Regions from separate parts of the Mus musculus genome. Here region 2 is linked to region 1. Evidence: chromatin contacts called from public Hi-C data. All regions are on one chromosome and are shown on one strand. The core of a region is the stretch at or near the end of the contact, and the rest is flanking DNA. Distances in the headings are between cores, read along the strand shown. Region 1 overlaps Dixdc1 (DIX domain containing 1). Region 2 has its middle 7.5 kb from the start of Ppp2r1b.

Region 1 (6,151 bases), core at 2,667-5,166:
GGGTAATTGTTAAGGATCCCATGTTACAGGATAGCCACTTGACCTGACTCAAATGACTGTACATATATGTGTTTATAACTGAACTTTCAGTTTTATCCCACAGTTACTGTGTTACTTTAAATCTGAAATAAGGGGCATCAGCACTTAACAGCATATGCCAGTTCAGTTCCCAGCACCCGGGTGGAGCACAACCCTTTGTAACTCTAGCTACAGGGGCTCTGAAGCCCTATTCTGACCTCTTCAGGCACCCACACATATGTAATATGCACACACACATACACACACACACACACACACACACACACACACACACACACACACACACTAAATATAAATAAATCTTAAAAACACTGAAATAACTGTTTCGCCTCATGAGTCACTGATGGGAAAGGAATTTGTCTGGGGCAAAGCCAGAGCAGAATGAAGGCAGGAGTTCTGGACCCACCTTACATACGTTGTATGCCCCATATTTTGCAGTGATTTTCAGGGGAAGTCTCATTTAAAGCTCAGATTAACTCCGTTAGACAACAAAGAAACTTAGACTCAGCGCCATTAATTAACGTTCTTGTCTGTAACCATCACTGTGGAGTGGCTACCCCAAGACTACTTCAGTCACATCTGATTTTATATTCTCTATTTCCCTGTTCTGTTAGCTTACATTCAGTTTGAGGAATTCCAAGTGCCTTTGACCATCTCACTGGTATTCAAATACATACCCTTGACGCTCAGGAAAGGGCTGGGATGAGAATAATCTAAAAGTAATCCAGAATGCCTGAAGCCACGTGGAATGGAAGGATCCTGAAAGAGCCTGAGACAGCCTAGGCCTCAAATGGCATCATGGAGCACATGGGGGTAGTGGTGGAGTGGGACGGACTCAGAATTAGCATTCAGAGAATGTAAGGACAACTGAGGACTCCAGCTCAGCAGACTGCAATGAAAAGTGGCACCAGGCACCTGGTTCCAGGCCACGGCCATCACAGGGACATGGCTTCTCAGCCCCGGAACTGACAGACACTGTTCAGGAATGTTTAATGCATTTGATGACAACGGAAGGCAAGGCTTGAAATGCAACCGCTGGACTAGAATGTCACCTGCAGCCCAAGAGTGAGAATAATGCAGTGACTGCATAGAAGTAAGAATGAACTCCATGGGGTGGTCCATGGAAGAGGGAAAGCAGAGACGGGGCCGGGGAGATGCTGGGAGGAAAGGTGCTTGCTGCAAGGCTCAGTCTGGTTCCCAGAACTCACAGGGTGGAAGGAGAGAACTGACTCTTGCCAGGCGTCCTTAAGCTTCTACACACAAACATACACAATAATGACAAGTGTTAGGGCTTAAAAGAAAGAAGAGAGTACGTACAGATCTGTTAGGAAGTCTGATGTAGGAGATTAGAAGTCCTAGTTAAAGGGCTCCTGTACTTGCCCAGGTTCTTGGATTTAATGAGGTGAGGCACATGCTGGGCTGTTTGTGGGGATGGGTGTCACTGGAGGTGTTGGAGGTTGGTCCAGGGGTTCCTAGGTATTCAAATGCTAAATGCTGCCCCCAGAATTCCAGTACACCAGTCTTTGCTGTACACTTTGCTCCCAAATGTAAAGCTATGGCTATATAAAAGTGGAAACAGACAATTACTGAGGAGAATACAGGTAGGTGGGGCTTCGGTTACCAGGCTGGAGGTCACAAGTAGGGACCATGATGACAGAGAGGAAGGAAGAGAGGAAGGAGGAGAGAAGGACAGAGAAGAAGGAGAGAGGAGGAGGCTGCCATGAGGCTGGATGGCCAGGAGAAGAGGACCCTGAGGACAGGCTGATGGAGCAGACATAACCCAGGCGAGACTCAGACAGCAAGTGCTGGGGAGTGCAGCTGGGGAACTAACAGTCTAGCATATAGAAAAACAGATTAGGGGTAACTCACCAAATAATTGTGTTAAAGCTGGTATACAAAATTCATAGGGCACTCCTTCAATTATTGGGGGGGGTGTTGGCCGGGTCATATTAATAATGAATAGAACTTATTAAAACCCATTTACATGGATGTTCTGGGTTAACATTCAGATCTATAAGCAACTGTAAACTAAGCCTAATTGTTTAAATGGTAATATATATATATATATATAAATATATATATATATATATATATATATATATATATATGCATCAAATAACTGGTCTAAAAGGGAAGAAGTTTATTATTTGAAAAAGAATTTCTAAGAATGTAGAAGTTTTACATTGGCAGTTCATATTAACCTTCAGCAACTACCAAAAGGGATAAAATCAAATTAAAACCCTAAAGAAGCAAGTCTTTAACCACAGCATCTGCAGACTCATGAAGATTACTTTGAGTTTGAAGCTAGCCTGCTCTACATAGGCCTTCACACACACCAGTAGTCCTAGCACATAGGAGATGGAAGAGGGATCAGGAGTTCAAGGTCACCCCCAGCTATGTAGTTTGAAGTTAGCCTGGTTTGCATGAGACTCTGTTTCTAAAAACAAAACAGTTAAATAAAAAACAGACCACAGAGTAAAACCCTTAAAACACTTGCACAAGTATGAAATGTAAAAATTCTTGTAAAGCAAATTGTGTTCTCAAATTTCTGACTATAGCATTTCCTTAATGGAGATAATGATGCCGCTGGGAGAGAAACCAATTATTTTGGTTCCAAAAATTAGCTGAGGAATCTTTTCCAGGAGTCCTTTGAAACAGACTGAATTTTTGCTTGTTCAGTTGGTTTGATTCTTTTCATTTTGTTTTGGGATTTTGTTGTTGTTGAGGCAGTGTCACTATGGCTGGTCTCAAATCTCTAGTCTTCTTGCTTCAAGCTCCAAGTGTCAGGATGACAGCGTGCACTCCTGTGCCAGACAGCATGCACTCCTGTGCCCAGCATTTATATGGTTTCGGAAATGCTCCTCTTCTAGAGGACCTGGGTTCAATTCCCAGCACCCACAAGGTGGCTCACAAATATAACTCCAGTTCCGGGGGAACTAGTGCCCTGTCCTGGCTTCCCCTGGCACCAGTAACCAAGTGATGCACACTTGTATATGCAGGCAAAACAACTCACACACATAAAATACAAATAAAAATTTAAGAAAAATTGTGCATACATCAAAAGGGGGAAAGGAAAACTAAATTATACACACAGAACTAATGGTTCTAGTCAGCTATTTGATCTCCATTTAAATTGTTTGGATTTTTTAAAATTGGGCCTGGGTTAAAAAAAAAAGAGAGAGAGAGAGAAAATTCGAACATTACTGAACCAAGACTCAAAATGTCTACTGCAGTGAGAATGGCCAGGCAGGGCAGCATTCCAATCAGGTGACCCAGCCTGAGGAAAATGAGTGTACCCGACCTGGTTCAAACATATTTCCTGACCATGCCACTACGTGGTGTAAATATTTAGCAGGCCTTAAATGAATGGCCTGGACCCTCAAACATTTCAAAGAAAATCCACAAAGAATTTGAACTCTGAGCCCCTAGGAAAAAGACACTTTTGTGTGTTCTATATGAGACTAGAGTTGCTTAGATATATGTTTATTGCTTTATGGCTTATTCAGCATGAATGTTTTGATCTTGCATAGTTTCCAGATAATTCAGTCCACGTCAGCAGCATCCTCTAAATGGCTGATGGTGGTGACATCATGAGGAGTGTTCATAATCCTAGAGCTAACGTGACTCTAGTTTGCTAAGGAAACAAAAAAATCATAGAAGTGAAACGCTGCCTAAAAAAAGTCTACCCAGAAGCTGGATGTATGGAAATAACAGAATGTCTGACTGGCACTGAAGCAGACACAGTGATCACTGGAATCGAATTGAAGACCTAGGTGTAAAGCCACTATGGACATCTGATTTTTGATAAAGAAGCCAGAAATACACACTAGAAAAGAGACAGCATCTTCAACAACAAAATTCAAGTCCAAGTGGATCAAAGGTCTCAACATGAGGCCAAGATACACTGAACCACATAGAAGAGAAAGTGGGGGTTTGTTGTGGATTGGTTCTAATGCTATTTGTCTAATTTGGCTCCCCAAATTACCTGATGCTGAGGGTCCCTCCTCCTAGTTGGCTTTGATTGGTGAAATAAAGTGGATGGTGGCCAAAGAGGTGGAACTTTAGATTTCTCAGGCAAGGAAGCAGGAGTGAGGAGTTTTTAGAATTGCCATGACATGGAAAGTGTGTGTGTGTGTGTGTGTGTGTGTGTGTGTGTGTGTGTTTATCTTTCATTCTCAAATCCAGAGCAGCATTCTGGCAGGCAGTAGTGAGAAGTACCCACCAAGCTCAGAGTGGATTAACAATTTACTGCTTCAGGGGATTAGCCTTGAATGCATTGGCCCAGGAGACAACTTTCTGAACAGAACACCAATAGTGCAGACACTAAGATCAACAATTATGAAATGGGACTTCGTGAAACTGAAAAGCTTCTCAGTGGCAAAGGACATGACGGCCTATAGAACAGGGAAAGATCTTCACCAACCCTACATCCAGCAGAGGGCTAATATCCAAAATATATAAAGGATCCACAACTAAATATCAACAAAATACACAACCCAAATAAAAACAAGGTACAGACCTAAACAGAGAATTCTCAAAAAAGGAACCTCAAATGGTTGAGAAATACTTGAACCATCAGGGGAATGCAAATTGAAACTACTTTTTGGGATTTCATCTTACATCCATCAGAATGGCTCAGCTCAGTTAGACAAGTGGTGTTGGAGATGTGGAGTATGGGAAACTTGCATCCACTGATGGTGGGAGTGCAAACTTGGACAGACTCGACTGCCATCAGTGGGGCAGTTCCTCAGGAAGATGGAAATCCATTTACCTCCGGGTCCAGCCATACTCAAAGGACACGCCATTTCCCCACAGGGACAGCTGTGTAACCATGGTCCTTGGTCTCTGGAATCAACCTAGATCCCCTCAACAGGAGGGTGGATTTTTAAATGTTGTACACTTATACAATGGAATATTACTCAGCCTTTTAACACAATGATATCATGACATCTGTGAGTAAACGGAGGGAACTAGAAGAAACCATCCTGAGTGAGGTATCCTGGCCCAGAAGGACAAATATACTGTATATTTGTTTATACATGTATATTAGCTGTTAAGTCAGTACCTAGAACCACAGATGTGGAGTATGGAGTAAGGGACTTGAGGGGACAGAGAGCTCTCCTTGGGAAAGGGAAATAGAATGGATAGTCATGGATGGAGCATAGAGTCATGCAGGAACAGGAAGCTCAGTGGGGAGAGGAGGACACGGGAGGGAATGTGAGGAGAGACAGAGAAAACTAAGGGCCATTTGAGGCATAGTATGGGAACCTCAGTTAGGAAAACGTTGCTAAAATATAGACATACATTAAGGTAATTTAAATGAAGTTTCCAAATAAAGGGAGCTATGGGGCCACAACTGGACATCTCCTGTCAACAAATCTAGTACCAAGATTGGGCTATATCTGAGTTATTGGCCAAAGGGGGATTCCACGGGAATCCCAAAACCACCCAGTCTGTTGCTAAGTCTATAGGTTGCTCTGCACAAACAACAGCAAGGCCCTATAACTGAAGTCAGCACCTACATTGAATGTGAAGAAGTCAAGATGGGGTCTACAGGGGCGTTTACCTCTATGTGCTACAGAAAGGTACTCTGCCCTACCAAAAGAGAAACAAAACAAACATACAACAACAGCAACCTCCATCCCATCCCCACCTCCCCAAAGAAAAGAAGGAAAAAGGAAAAGAAAAAGAACAGAGAGAGAACCAATTTCTGGTCTAATATTCCAGACATGTTTCCTGTGTGAAAATGAGTACTTACTTGAATTAGGGGGCCAGGATGCCCGGTATTCACTGCTTGCTTGATTTCTGGGTGACCGCCCCCCAACCTGGAAAGCCACAGTGATATCAAGAGTTAGCTATGATCAATGGAAGGCTTTACTCGCAAAATTTAAAACACAAATGGAAGCATAAATTCCTCTTCCAGAACATAGGACATAATTAATCTTGCGACATAATTTATCTTAAGAGCATGCACAGCTATTAAGGTTCTCTGGTCTCCAGCACAAGTCCCATCTGTTTTCTCATCCAGAGCCGGCTCCCCTTGGAGATGGGGAGGAGAAAACAGCAGCAGAGATCCTGGGGCCTCAAGAGCCACACTTCCTTACACAGCTCC
Region 2 (6,151 bases), core at 1,479-3,978, 170 kb after region 1:
TTTTTGAGCCTTGTGCTGGAAAGAGACTGTGCCGTAGGCCCCGCTTACCTCACCGCATGGGCATCTGGAGTACTTGAGTCTAGTTTTCATAAAAATCTCAATCCAGTTACAGCCACCATTTGGATAATTTCCCCCCTGGGGAGGTGATAGATCTCCTTTTATTCTTTATTATTTTTTACTGCCATTTTCTTGTCTTGCTCTTCACATCCAAACTTGTCACCTGGTTCTGTGTCATTACTTTTAATTTCTCTTCTCTCGTGACCCCAGGTGTCCTGAGGTTTAATTTGATTTATTCCTCCCATGTTACTTTAGATGCTTTTATTAATTTAATTCCAGGTGTGAACAGGCCACTGCTCTGTGTTGTGTAGGACACCACCCTTCTCCTTTCTGTCAGCTTCCTTTTCTGTAGAGCGATGTCTAAGAACCCTCTCTAGACTTAAGACCCCTGTGAGGACTTCCTTTTCTGCCCTTTACTAGGAACAGACAGCTTTAAGCAGAACCCTTGTAAACCTGTTTCAGTGTTAATTGGCCCTATGGTGCAGACTCAATGCTGTTGTATTCCAGAGCTCAGGGGCCCCAACATTTTCATCTCTTGTATGTTTATTGACAACTGAGAAAGTAAAATCCACCTTTTCACTAACTAACAGGCAGCTCTTGCTTTCAACTTGGCACAGATTTTTAATTTTCAGTTTTTGAGACAGGGTTTCAGTCTATAGCCTAGACTGGCCTGGAGCTCAGTCTGTAGCCCAGGCTGGCCTAGGGCTCACAGCAGTCCTGCCTCAGCCTGCCTGTGTGGCCATCAGCGTGAGTCACCATGCTTAGCATCTCCATTTGAATTCTTAGAACAGAAAATGCAGCAAATCAGAAGTCTTGAGGACTCCAAGGGCAGCTCTTACTTAAGCGTGCATGTGTGTGTATGTGTGTGTGCGTATGTGTGTGCGTGTGCATAGCCTAGCAGTTCCGAACTCCAGACTTTGTCATGAGAGCACATTCCCCAGGATTGCATCTGAAAAGCTTCACGACATATTTACATTTGTATGTTTCCTGATTTTGGAGGGCCAGACTTGGCACAGATGACCTTTTGAATGAGTCTGGCTTAGCAAACCTGTCCTGTAGGTGTGGGGAGCCATTAGGTCCTCCCTGTCCCCTGTCCTTTGTAGAAGATGTCCAACCGCAACCTGGGTTTGTATTCACACATTCAGGCCAGATATTAAGTGGCAAATAATATTTAAAGCTGAGATCTGCCCTGGGTCTCCCAGCTGTGGAATTCCACCTAGACCTGAAATTCAAACAAACTTAAACAGACACATGTGAGCAACGGAAGGAGGGAAACTCAGAGAGGGGATGTGAGGGTGTGGAGGGGGAGTGCAAGGACACGGGACATTTCCTGTTGGAGCTTTCTAACCTGAATAGTGTGTGTGTAAACGAGCAACTTGGGTGTAAGTGGCCATTTCACTTGAGTGTGTGGGTATTTTTTTATCTTGAAATCTAAGTGCATCTTGAAGTATCTTTAAAATCAAGGAAAGTGGGGAGGGACTTTTGTTTGCTTTTGCTTTTGTTTGCAATTTCTTACATGCAGGTAAGAAGCATAAACTAGGTAACTTTTTGATGGGCCTTAGAGCAAGCCGAAGGGAGAAGATTCAGGCAGATTTCCTCACCGTGGGGCTCCTCAGGGACCTGCCTAACCGGGTCCAGACAGCACCTGCGGTGAGAAGGGCCCCATCTACATTTATAGAACTGGAGCAACTGGCCCCCTGACCTTCAACCTTCGGCCAGTCATTTAACCAGCCAGTCATTTGCATTGCCAAATGAGAAGAGTGGGGCCTCTCCATTTATTTACCGACTGTTTTAGAAGCCTTGTGCCCAGCCCTGGAGAAAACATAACCAGTAAAGCAGCCATAGCTGGCCAGAACTGCGCAGTCCTCTCTCGGGCGTGTCAGAGTTAGTGGCCTGGGTGAGCACAGGCCCCATCATCCTTAGAAAGCTCTGGATGGTTTTTCTAGTGTGAACCCAGAATTCAGCACCACTGCCCTTGATAAAGCCCAGGTAAGCCTCACACTGAAGACCACAGCTAATGTGGAAGGCAGAGTGCTAATGCTCTTTTCTAATTGGCAACCCCTAGTCTTTAGCCCTTATCTGGGCCTCTCCCTTCTCTAGGCCTTACCTGCTCTGTCTTCTATGCCCTCTGGGATCCTTTTTTTTTTTTTTTCTGGACAACAGTTGACTAATGTGACACTGATACATACTAATGGATGCTGCTTGTCTCCTGTAAGGTTCATTCTTTCCACTTAACACTTCTAGAAAAAAAACAACAACATTTGGTCATCTATGGATTTATGTATTAGATAGGAAAAGAAAGTGTGAGTAGGCAGACTCCACCTACCCCAGGGCTTGGCCCTGCTTTCTCCTTCAGGCAAGGCCCTGCGTGAGCAAGACCGTTGGGGTGAGATGTGTGCAGGGACTGAGCGTCTTCCCTTCTCAGGCTCAGCCTGGAGCCAGCTTTGTTTGGTTGTCAGGCACAGTTACCTTTCCTGTGGAGCTGGGAAGACCTCACTTCCTTGTCTTGCTACAGGTTGCAGACATTCTTTTTGCAGCTGCTGCTAGCTCCCTCAGTCTCGAGAGCAAAGGTTAATCCCATTTTGCCAGGAGTGACCTGAAGTGTGTCCACTCAACCACCAAGAAGACACCACGTACCACTCTGCATGCCACCTCTTTCTTGTCTATAACAGCGTGCCTCTAAGTTTCCCTGGAATAGCCTGTAGGGTGTTTCCATTCTCTTTCCAGAGAGATACAGTGTGCCTTAGTAGGCCATTTAGAAGAGAATCTTAGAAACTTTCCAGATCCTGCCTGGTCCCATTTTCTTGGGCTTCTATATTTGCAACGTCACGCTTGTGATGACTGGTATTCAACAATGAGTGTCTCTGTGTGTGCATGTGGTACCGAGATTAAAGGTGTGGCAACACCTTTGCTTCAGTTTTATCCTTCTGAGGGCTTACTTACACAGTCCTGTCTATGTAGCCATCATGGAGACTCAATTGTGTCCAGCAGAGGGCGCCCTTTCACTTAAAATCGCAGAGTTCCTTTTCCTCCAGGAACTTAGTTGATTTGGTGGTTGCTGTATTCCCAGCATGTGTTGAAATATCCAAGCTGAGTGCTTTGAGATGTGTCCTTATATTGCCTCGTGCATTTCTACAGATGCAGATGTTTACTGTGTAGATGAATTGCCCACTACACCTCCGATTCGATTCCCTAGTTGGTAGGCAATCTTGTAAGTTGCTACTTCTCTGTTAGTTTCAATTATATTTGTTATGTCCTTGATTGTATTTGTAGGTAATAAAAGACAGTGTTCTTGAAGAGGGAGGTCTCTTAAGGGGCAATGACCTGATACCTGCCCACTTTTAAGCATGGACATAGAGCAAACCTTTCCACATACACACTCCTAACCCTACCACTGTTGGCTTGCTGATACTGGCACGGGCAGTCTGGAGGATATATGAATATCCTGAGTTCTCGCCTTCTGGTGCCGACATGTCGTTTACAGCACAGTAGCTCAGTGCTTAGCAGGGTGTGAGCTTTGTGCAGTAAGAGGCCTTAGAACACTTTTGATGATAACTCCTCACGCCTAGCACACAACGCAAAAAGCAAACATTTGCAGAAGGAAGTAGTAGTCACATTTTAAACGTGCAGGTGACTGTATAGGCAGATTCAGGACTTGAATAGAGTCAGCTGTGCCAGATACGGAATGAGGATCCGCTCCTTCAGGTGTGCCACCTGATATTTGTTTTAGCTTAACCCCAGAGAGACTGTATGGATTGAGGCTGGTGTTTTCTGTGTGGTTTGGGGAAGGGTTTTTTGTTTGATTGGTTTTTTTTAGACCCCTCTAGATTGAGTTTGTGGGAAAACATCTGAAGACTAGCTGATGGTAAAGCCTGGGATTGTAGCTCAGTTCAGAGCCCTCGCAGTCCCTGACCACTGCCTCTTTCCTTGTGGATGGGGAAGCGGATACTCATAGACTCCATCCCCCTCGGCCATTCCTCCGTTTGTCCCTCCCCTTGGAATCCAACTCGGGATGTCAGCTATGGTAGACAGCGCTCGGCTGCTGGGCTCCTCCCCAGCCAGTGCGTCAGGACCTGCTCGAAGTCTGCTATCCTTCACCTCCTTTGGGATGCTAGGATGGAGAGCCCGGAAGAGTAGATGAGCAAAAGAAAGATCTAGTCAAGGCCAGTACGCTTTTGTTTGTAAGCCACTTTAATCCCCTTCAGTAACCCCAGCCTGGAGTTTGCAGACAGCACCCTCAGCCTTTGTTGGGGGCTTTCCTAGAGCACGCGGACCCCAGCTAAATCGAATCTCATAGTCAGATCAGAGCAGGAGCAGACTTCCTGAAGTCCTAGAAATTAGTATACATTTTGGTCTGTGGTTACAAGTCTCAGCTATATTTCTGCCAAGTTATGAGAGGCATGTGCAGGGGAGCTTGGCACAGGTCCTTTTTTATGACTGGCGACTCTCCTAACAGTTCCCCGAGCAGCTCTGAAAAGGAAGTAAGAAGGAACATCACCCGGGGGTGGGGCAGGAGGGTGGCATCAGGCAAGAGCACCCTGGAGAGCAGGAACATGTGAGAGTAAGTCTCGCTTTTGTGAGGTCAAATCTCTGGTTGGGAACAATAGTGCAGGTTGCTGAGGGTCGCTGCTTAAGCTGACTGGGCCTACTATCAGTTGTGATAAGACGCTTCTAAGATAAGAGTGGGGAAGGAAAGCTAGGCTCTACCCCGTGGGCACAGTGGAACTGAGCAGAGAATAGCTGGGCATGTATGGATGCCATAGGTGAGGCCAGCTCAGGGAGGCTGCAGTACAGTGATGGAGCCCCAAATGTATGTAACAGTCTTTATGTTTCACATTCTAAAAGCTTAGCTGCAGTGAGTCTAGTGACAAAAGGGGGGGGGCATTATCTGAAATACAGAAAAATGGATGATATTTGAATAAGATCTAGAGAGAGACAGAGAGGGAATGTGTATGTGTGTATAATATCACTGACTGGCTTCAAACTTGTAGAGACCCTCGTGTGCCCATTCTTTCTGAGTGAGTGCTAAGGTGAAAGGGGAACGCAGTGACTTGTTTTTCCTTAAGATAAGGTTGGCTGGAACTCTTTTTTAAAAAAGAATTATTTATTTTATGTATATGAGTACACTGCAGCTGTCTTCAGACTCACCAGAAGAGGGCATGGATCCCATTACAGACGGTAGTGAGCCACCATGTGGTTGCTGGGACTTGAACTCAGGACCTCTGGACAGGCAGTCGGTGCCCTGGCTGGAACTTGACCTTCCTATTTCTACCCTCCGAGTGCTGCTCTGTAGGTGCTCGCTGCCGTACCCTGCTCTGAGCATCCTATGAATGTAATCTTCTGAACAACCACACAAAGTAAAGCAGACAGACTATAGATACACAAACCAAGACTCAGAGAGAGTAATTTGCCCTGCACCATACAGCTGGCTGTGGTAGAAATGGCATCGCAGCCCTACAGTGTCCCTGGCTCCCAGAATGTCCTCTCAGTGGTCATAGGTAGTACCCCAAACCTGACCTAACTAGGCCAGTTCTTTTATTCTTCTTACCAAGAATTCAAGTGGTGTTTTACTCTAGACACCCAGGGGATGAGGGGCAGAAGAACAGCTGCCACGCTCCTGAGTCCTGAAACCGTCCCATCGCTGGGTGCCCTCAGCTAAGTCCTCTGCTCACTGTTGGAGTACTGCAGTCTAGAGAAGGTGGGGAGGGGGACTTGCCATGAAGAGAAAAGAGGGAAAGAAGGTGAAAAGATCGATATGAAACTGAGGGGAAGATATTCGCATTCCTTAGGATGAGACAGTGTTCCTGTAACACAAGCGTAAGCCACCACCAGAGCCACCATGGAAAATGCTATGTTGTAATGAATTAAGCATGGACATGGGAGTCAGTTTACAGAGTCACCCTGCTAAATGAAGGTACAGATCTGTTTATCCATAGGTCTCATATCCACAGATCCAAATGAGAGTTTACTGACCACGGACAGACTTCTTTCCTTGTCATTATGCCTAAATAGATAGTTACAGCATTGACTGTGTTAGGGGAAATGACCTGGAGATGGTTTAAAACACATGGCTGGGTGCAGACTGTACACAGGT

Evidence for each region. Hi-C and Micro-C count contacts between places; a contact is called where the count stands out from the background.
Region 2: a contact with region 1 is called in a Hi-C map of liver, with 2.9 times the contacts expected there. The contact joins two enhancer-like sites. A contact is called at or near these places in 3 of 39 promoter capture datasets (the 3T3-L1 cell line and stem cell-derived epiblast-like cells), 3 of 484 Hi-C or Micro-C datasets (the P5424 cell line, liver and pre-B cells) and 3 of 9 other capture datasets (adipose tissue, liver and pancreatic islet).

The regions. Positions count from the first base shown.
Region 1 is chr9:50,675,690-50,681,840 of GRCm38.p6, forward strand. Dixdc1 (DIX domain containing 1) reads right to left here. Exons shown (of 20, transcript NM_001374656.1): 17 at 5,798-5,864. Among named protein-coding and RNA genes, the nearest start is that of Gm39337, 18 kb to the right of the region's middle. Within about 2 kb of position 3,917, at least 6 of the 459 cell types and tissues checked have an H3K27ac peak or open chromatin away from gene starts, as enhancers often do. A contact at or near this core is called in liver, where this site is marked.
Region 2 is chr9:50,846,388-50,852,538 of GRCm38.p6, forward strand. No RefSeq gene overlaps it. Among named protein-coding and RNA genes, the nearest start is that of Ppp2r1b, 7.5 kb to the right of the region's middle. Within about 2 kb of position 2,729, at least 55 of the 459 cell types and tissues checked have an H3K27ac peak or open chromatin away from gene starts, as enhancers often do. A contact at or near this core is called in liver, where this site is marked.